Linked DNA regions of Tachysurus vachellii: region 1 is linked to region 2. A link is a contact called in public Hi-C data. All regions are on one chromosome and are shown on one strand. Each heading gives the region's core, a stretch centred on a gene start, on an enhancer-like site or on the middle of the called end of the contact. The rest is flanking DNA. Distances are from core to core; before and after follow the strand shown. Region 1 holds the start of LOC132845292 (cyclic nucleotide-gated cation channel beta-3). Region 2 holds the start of LOC132845798 (metalloreductase STEAP2-like).

Region 1 (3,263 bases), core at 203-2,702, 170 kb before region 2:
CAACCAGTGAAGAATTCCCATCAATTTAATTCAGGCTTTGCTTTTTCTTTTTTCTCTCCAATGTCTTGTTGCTTAAATTTTAAATAGCTCCCCTGGCAGCTTCTTAAGTCCCTTAAAGCTGTAAATCTCATAATCTCTTCTTTGCTCCTCACTTCAGTAATCCTTCTGCTTTCTGGTAGGCAGATATAGATCCTGTGGATAATGTTTGTGTTTGCTGAATGCAAGATTGTTGGACCACTTGAAATCAGTTAACAAAATATTAATTCATTTCCGTCTGGAATCTGGACTCAGTTCTGGTTACATGGGGCAGGAGGCAGGAGTACACCAAGGGTGGGACACCAGTCCATTGCAGTGAACCTTACACACACATTCACACCAAGGGCCAATGTAGCTTAACTACCTGGCATGTCTTTGGAAGGTAGGATGAACAAGGAAATCCTAACTGAAACTCAGTCAGGGAGAACAGGGTTAAATGCTACACAGAAAACACTGAAAAAGGGCATCATTGTGTATGGCTGTGTTGTGCAAATGTAAAATAATAACTGCTGAAATTTTCCACTCTTACTTATCAGCTGGTGGCTGATCTTTTACAGGCTTCTCTTCTGGTTTTGGCTCAGCAGCAGGCGCAGGTGTTGGTGCTGGAGCTGGTAATACACAGAAACAAGACAGGAGAGAGGGGCTTTCCATTGCTGTGTGATTACTGCCAGTGCTCCTACAGGCAGCTCCCAGACAGAACAGTAATGTTTAACAGGAGAAAACACAACCAACTCTGACCACATTATCAGCACTGCCACTGAACACTATATAGAACAAAAGAAATACACTGGCATACATTTAGTTTTTTTTAAAAAAAAAAATGTTTTAAGATGGCTATGGGGAACATGTTTTACATGCTCTGTTGGATTTTATAGAGTAGTATTCAGAGTTTAATAGCAATTGACTCACCAGGGCTTTCTTCTTCTTTCTCGGCTTCATTTTGTTTGACTGCAGGCTTTTCATCCTATAAGTTGCAAAGACCAACTTTTTTAATAGCTGTGAAAGTGGATCTTTCTGATTCTCTTGGAGGATTATAAAATTAAATCCCTATGGTTATTATAATATTCATTATAGTCATTAAACATTAATCTTGCAGGACAAACACTCAAAGACAGACAAATCATGGCCATGATTTTTATTATCTGCTACAAATTGTGACACATCATAACTACAATATTCTTAGAGATTTTGTAAAGCAGATGCATCCTACCTTAATTGGCTGAGTTAATGGAGTTGGTGCAGGAGCTGTGGTAGATACAGGAGTTGGGGTCGGTCCAGGATCCTTAGTCGGTTTAGGAGCTGGGGTAGGTGCTGGTGTTGGGGAAGGATCGGGTGTTGAGGCTGGTGACGGAGCAAGCACAGGACCCCTGATCAGCTTTCCAAGAGTGCGAAACATGTTGGTTACCAACTGCTTCCGTTGCTGTCTGGGGATCCTTTATACTCTTATGCTGTAGCTGCCGTATAAACCACACAGGTCTAATTAGTGCTTTTAGACCTCTAATCCCTACTCATGCTTGCCACTCCCACAGTATCAGCTAAGTCTATATGTAAGTGTTTCTGGTTTGGTAAATTGCATGGAACTCAGTAATCTAGGTGGTTTATGTTCAATATATTATGTTGAAATAAATTAATTTGAGTTAATAAACATCCAGATGGTTGGGACCCAACAAAAAATAGAACATGAACGTGTTTTGTTAGCACAAATTACCCCTGAATTAATTTCAATTAATAAATTCAACCACAAATGTAAAATTCAATGACATTTATTGGAGGAAAGATGTTCTGCCAAATGAAAATGGATGGAAAAATAGTTAACTTTCCTAAGTTCAGGGCCATTCAGTAGGCCAGTCTCAGTCAAGTATGATACTCTGAAAGGGATAATGTTTCAGGAGATCACAAAAAATAAACATACTCTACTTTTTAAAGATCAAATGGCTAATTAGGCAACTAAGGTTATTAGCATATTTTGAACATACATTACACTATAATACTGCTCAGTCATATCAGATCTCTCAGCTGGCATAGTGTTTAGACTAGTTTTTATCATAAAAACCTTTTGTTTTCTTCAGAGGCTTCTAATTGCTATTATACAGACAGACTTTCAGACAGACAGATTTATAGATATATATATTAGACCGGGGGGGCACGGTGGCTTAGTGGTTAGCACGTTTGCCTCACACCTCCAGGGTCGGGGGTTCGATTCCCGCCTCCACCTTGTGTGTGTGCATGTTCTCCCCGTGCCTCGGGGGTTTCCTCCGGGTACTCCGGTTTCCTCCCCCGGTCCAAAGACATGCATAGTAGGTTGATTGGCATCTCTGGAAAATTGTCCATAGTGTGTGATTGCGTGAGTGAATGAGAGTGTGTGTGCCCTGCGATGGGTTGGCACTCCGTCCAGGGTGTATCCTGCCTTGATGCCCGATGACGCCTGAGATAGGCACAGGCTCCCCGTGACCCGAGGTAGTTCGGATAAAGCGGTAGAAAATGAATGAATGAATGAATATTAGACCAGCTTTGTCAAGATGGTAACACAGACAGCAAGTACCATTAATAGCTCATTATTGTTTACAGAATTAAATATTCTCAGTACATATTGGTTAGTTGCAATGTTGGAAATCATACAAAAAAAAATAAAGAAAATAACTTTAGCAGGTGCAAAAAAATAATCTGAAAGCTATATTGAGTAAGTGAATAGGTTTAAATTGAAGGCACACTATTAAACAAGTAACTGGTGCACCTTTAATTATTTCATTATAATTAAGATTAGATTTAAAGGACTCCTATTTCTCATATCATCTGTATGCATTTATCTGCAACTTATGAAAGAAACTTACCTTTCTTTGTAGATTTGTTCAGCCTTATTTGGAATGGTTTATTCTTTCGTAAATAAAAAGAAAAATTACATTAGACAAGGTGTAGGATGATTTATTTAGTTCCCCTGGAGTGTTGTGATGTAAAGAGTGCTGCAGTCTGTCAATCAAAGCTGCATAACAGTCTCACTCATATGGACTGAGTAATGTTTTCAGTACAGGAACAGGCTGGTCTGCATGTAAAAATCAACGTTGCCATATGAGTCATGTCTTTAATTGGCTTGAATATATATCCGCTCTCTGTTGGTGCCTGTACATCTTGTAAAATGCTTGCCAAGAGTAATTTATAGGCCAATTTAAATGGCAACTGCAACAAAGATTTCTTCTAAAAATAATCAGAAGCATCGGTGAAGATCTTCA
Region 2 (3,776 bases), core at 180-2,679:
ATTATAACTGTTAATATCACAGGAACAACTGATTATAACTGTTATGATATTACTTATAATTGAAATTGATTAAATGTAACTATCAATGACTAAAAAGTAGAAAAGACAATTTCTCTGGCATAAGCAACTGTCTCCATCACAAGATAAACAAAGCAAGAAGGGAAACCTTGTCAGTGGAAAACAAGCATCTCCAGGATGGTAAACATCACACTACTGTACCAATGTCATTGACTATTTTCCTATGCCAGCAAACCGCATCATGACTGCATGTCCTACCTGTCGACTAGCATCTTTAGGGCCTGACTGCATAGCCCATGCTGAGATTACATTAAATCCTTTCACCACATCAGAGTCTGGGAATAGGGAAGCGAGGTACTCTGCATTGGATTCTGGATACTGGTTCGACCTCCTGTTGTTGCTGACGTCCACCAAGATTTTGCCAGCTAAGAGGTGCTTGATGTCCCAGAGAGAAGAGTAGTGTTCTCTGTGGATAGCCAAGAAAATAACGGAAGCTTTGCCCACTGCGTCCTCGTGATGGGTCACATCTACCACATGAGGAAAAAACTCAGCCGCCCGCTTGGGCTGTCGACTGCCCACCACTACATGAAAGCCACTACACAGCAGACGGATGGCCAAAGACTTGGAGAAATCCCCAGAGCCGATGATGGCCACTGACGGCTTGCTGGAGCCTTCTCTGGGCCCGTTCTTCATGCCGTTAGGAAGGAAGAAGGCTTTGCCTGCAGGACTGCTGCCCATCAGTGAGATGGAGTCCATTTCTTTAGACCTGGAGCTCTAGATGTTGATCAAACCACGTTTCTACAAAAATGATTTTAACAATAATTTAAATACATACTACAGATTTCCTAGAACATTTATACACATTACTTACAATCTAAATACATATAATATTAATTATGTTATAGTAACTGATTATTTATTACATTAGAAAAGTGTGCACTGAGAGATTCTAGACAATATCAGTTACTATAATAAGCTATAATAATTTTTTTTAGACTAATAAAGATAAATAACTGCCTCACAGCCTGTCTCACCTTTTAATAAGCACGATTTGGCTGTTCATTGCGTTATAACCGACAGTAGTTTACATTCTGCTGCTACATGGAGGATAAATCAGAGAAACGTCCACATGATTGACATCTGGATGAAAACACCGCGCTGATACCAGCTGTAACTACACAGCTGTGACCTGCCCTGCAATGTCACCCTGTAACGCTTCACTAGCACACCCTGTATTATGTAAATCGTTATAACAATTTATTCAACACATTCAGGCTTTATCATGACAAAACTGTGCCGTCTAACCTTGATCTGAAACACTGATGTTATCGTTATCGCTCATGGATCCGCCGTGTCTGTGTGCAGGCGATGTCTGCGGTGTCGCCGCTCGCCCCGCCCTCTGTGGTCTGATTGGTCACAGTCTCAACGTGGCGAGCAGACCTCCACCAATCAGTGACTAGACCAGGGCACGACGAGGACAACCTAACCAACAAACTAATAATAATTTATAATAATAATAAAGCACTTGTTATTTTGAGTCCAAAATCTCAAAACGCATTTAATAATTTAATAAAATATTTTAACACAAGCAATAAAACACTCAAATACTTTTTTTGATTAAAATAAATATCATATTATATATATATAATATATATATATATATATATATATATATATTTATGTATATATACACACACACATATGTATAATGCTTATACTTATTTATATATATTATACTTATATGTATGTGTGTGTGTGTGTGTGTCTATAATATATATAAAAAAAAATTATGTTACTTAGTAAGTAATGAGAAAGGTTTGTTTCGTTCAAAATATGAGTAAAAGAAAGCCAAGTCTAAACAGGGTATGAGTTCATCCAACACTTTAATTAGTTATGGCATTAGTGCATACTAGTGCACTAGTGCATGCAGTTTAATACTTTTTTTTATTAAATACGTGTATCAACTAAGAGTGCATACACAATAGATTCTTTTAGGAGTTGTTGTTTTTTCTTCTGAGATATATCACTATATCTTAATAACCTTTGCTTATGTCCCTTTAAAGTATCACAAAAATGCTGAAGAGGCCTTGGTAAAATTTCAGCTTCACACCCCTAATTTACAATAGTGCTTTATACCATGACCATGCACGGTTTTTATATCATTAGCAAAACTTCATAGTTTATCAGAACTTTAATAAGCAGAGAATGTAAATGTAGATTTCAAAACAAACGCTGCATTTACATTCTATTGTTCACATACTAGCATACAAGATCTAAATACATTAGATAGTCGAATTAGCAGGTCGGCAAATGTCACCATTGCTGTAACTATGCAAAGCTACTATTTAGTACAATAGTGTATAATAAGACAGCTTTGCTTTCCCCCACTTATCACATTTCACATGCAGTTTTCCAAAGTGACATAACAATGAGACACAATAAACAAAGCAGCTAACAAATATGCCAAAAGGAGTGCAAGATACCTGTTATTTCGGTTATCTGAATCTGTTTGTAATACCTTAATGAGGAAGTCATGACAGAGAATCATGTATCAGTCACAAAACAATGCTTTCCTTCTTCCTTTTACACAGATCAATACAATTCAAAACAATATACAAAATTTTACTACATTATTTTTCAATTGATTACTACTGTAAAATAAGTATAAAAAAGAGCTCATATTTGTTCATACTTAAATGTACAGCTGCATTATACAGTAGTACAAACAACTTAAACATCAATCACAAGTTGTGAAAAACAGCACTTCAAAACAATCATGACTTAAAACCCAACATTCCTGAAACACACATTTAAAATGTTATGCTGCTAAGACAGACTGAGTCAGAGTGAGTCCTTGTCTATTAATTGCTTTCGCCCGGGTCTTTCCTAGCCATGTCGAATGCGCGCCAATCTTTTGTTAAAACAGGGCATGGCTAGCACAGCCTTGAGCAGTAACACCACACCTGGGAGGAAGGAGGCCAGTATAAATGATGGTGGTGTGTACCATACATAGTGCTTCATCTCCACCCACTTCCTCCAGCCATACACCAGAGCATGAGCTGTGCACAAAAACAGAGCTGCATGTCCCAGTGTTCTCTACACAAATATGGAGAGACAATAAACAATCAAACAATTATCAATGACAAATCAAAGAACAATGTGTCTATAATGTCCATCATAGCTGTGAAGTCCAGACCCCTGATGGTTAAATGATTTCTGGATTCTGGTTTCTCACCTACCTGGACACACTGGAACTCTCTCCAGTTTAGAGTGTCCATAACAGAAGGTAGGGAGGAGATGGCCACCAAGGCCAGAATGCCCAATCCTAGGATTCCCAGTGAGATGTAGATCTCCATCCTCCAGACATCATCCTCTACCCATGCGTTATCCTTCTTCTGTTGTACCTATCACATAAACATGCTTGGATGCTAGAGAACAGGTGTCATTATGCTAAATAAAAGTGAGCAAACTTATCACAATGTTCAGACTTAAAAGATTTAAGATAGATCATGTGGCACTTTAAACAGAAGCTGGAGAATAGAAGAGGTGCCATTTGTAATGGAATTTCCATACTCTGTAGTTAATCCTTCAAAAATATATATATTTTTGAATCTAAAAACTAGCTCTAGTGTGACAGAGATATGTGATTTCTGATGTACTACTACACCATTACTGCTACTACTAATAATAAAAAATATAAATATATTAATAATAAAAATGCTGCATAATGAGTAAAGAAAGGATGCATATAACACTCC

Evidence for each region. A called contact is a pair of places that touch in the nucleus more often than the background predicts.
Region 1: a contact with region 2 is called in a Hi-C map of muscle, with 4 times the contacts expected there. The contact joins the promoter of LOC132845292 here to the promoter of LOC132845798 in region 2. A contact is called at or near these places in 2 of 3 Hi-C or Micro-C datasets (blood and muscle).

Annotation. Positions count from the first base shown.
Region 1 is chr5:17,445,364-17,448,626 of HZAU_Pvac_v1, reverse strand. LOC132845292 (cyclic nucleotide-gated cation channel beta-3) reads right to left here and starts at 1,452. Exons shown (of 18, transcript XM_060869233.1): 1 at 1,247-1,452; 2 at 946-1,000; 3 at 566-644. The coding sequence starts at 1,432.
Region 2 is chr5:17,279,261-17,283,036 of HZAU_Pvac_v1, reverse strand. It overlaps LOC132845798 (metalloreductase STEAP2-like), which reads right to left and starts at 1,429. Exons shown (of 5, transcript XM_060870071.1): 1 at 1,324-1,429; 2 at 277-816. The coding sequence starts at 774. It overlaps LOC132845291 (metalloreductase STEAP1-like), which reads right to left. Exons shown (of 6, transcript XM_060869232.1): 5 at 3,258-3,422; 6 at 2,858-3,114. The coding sequence ends at 2,905.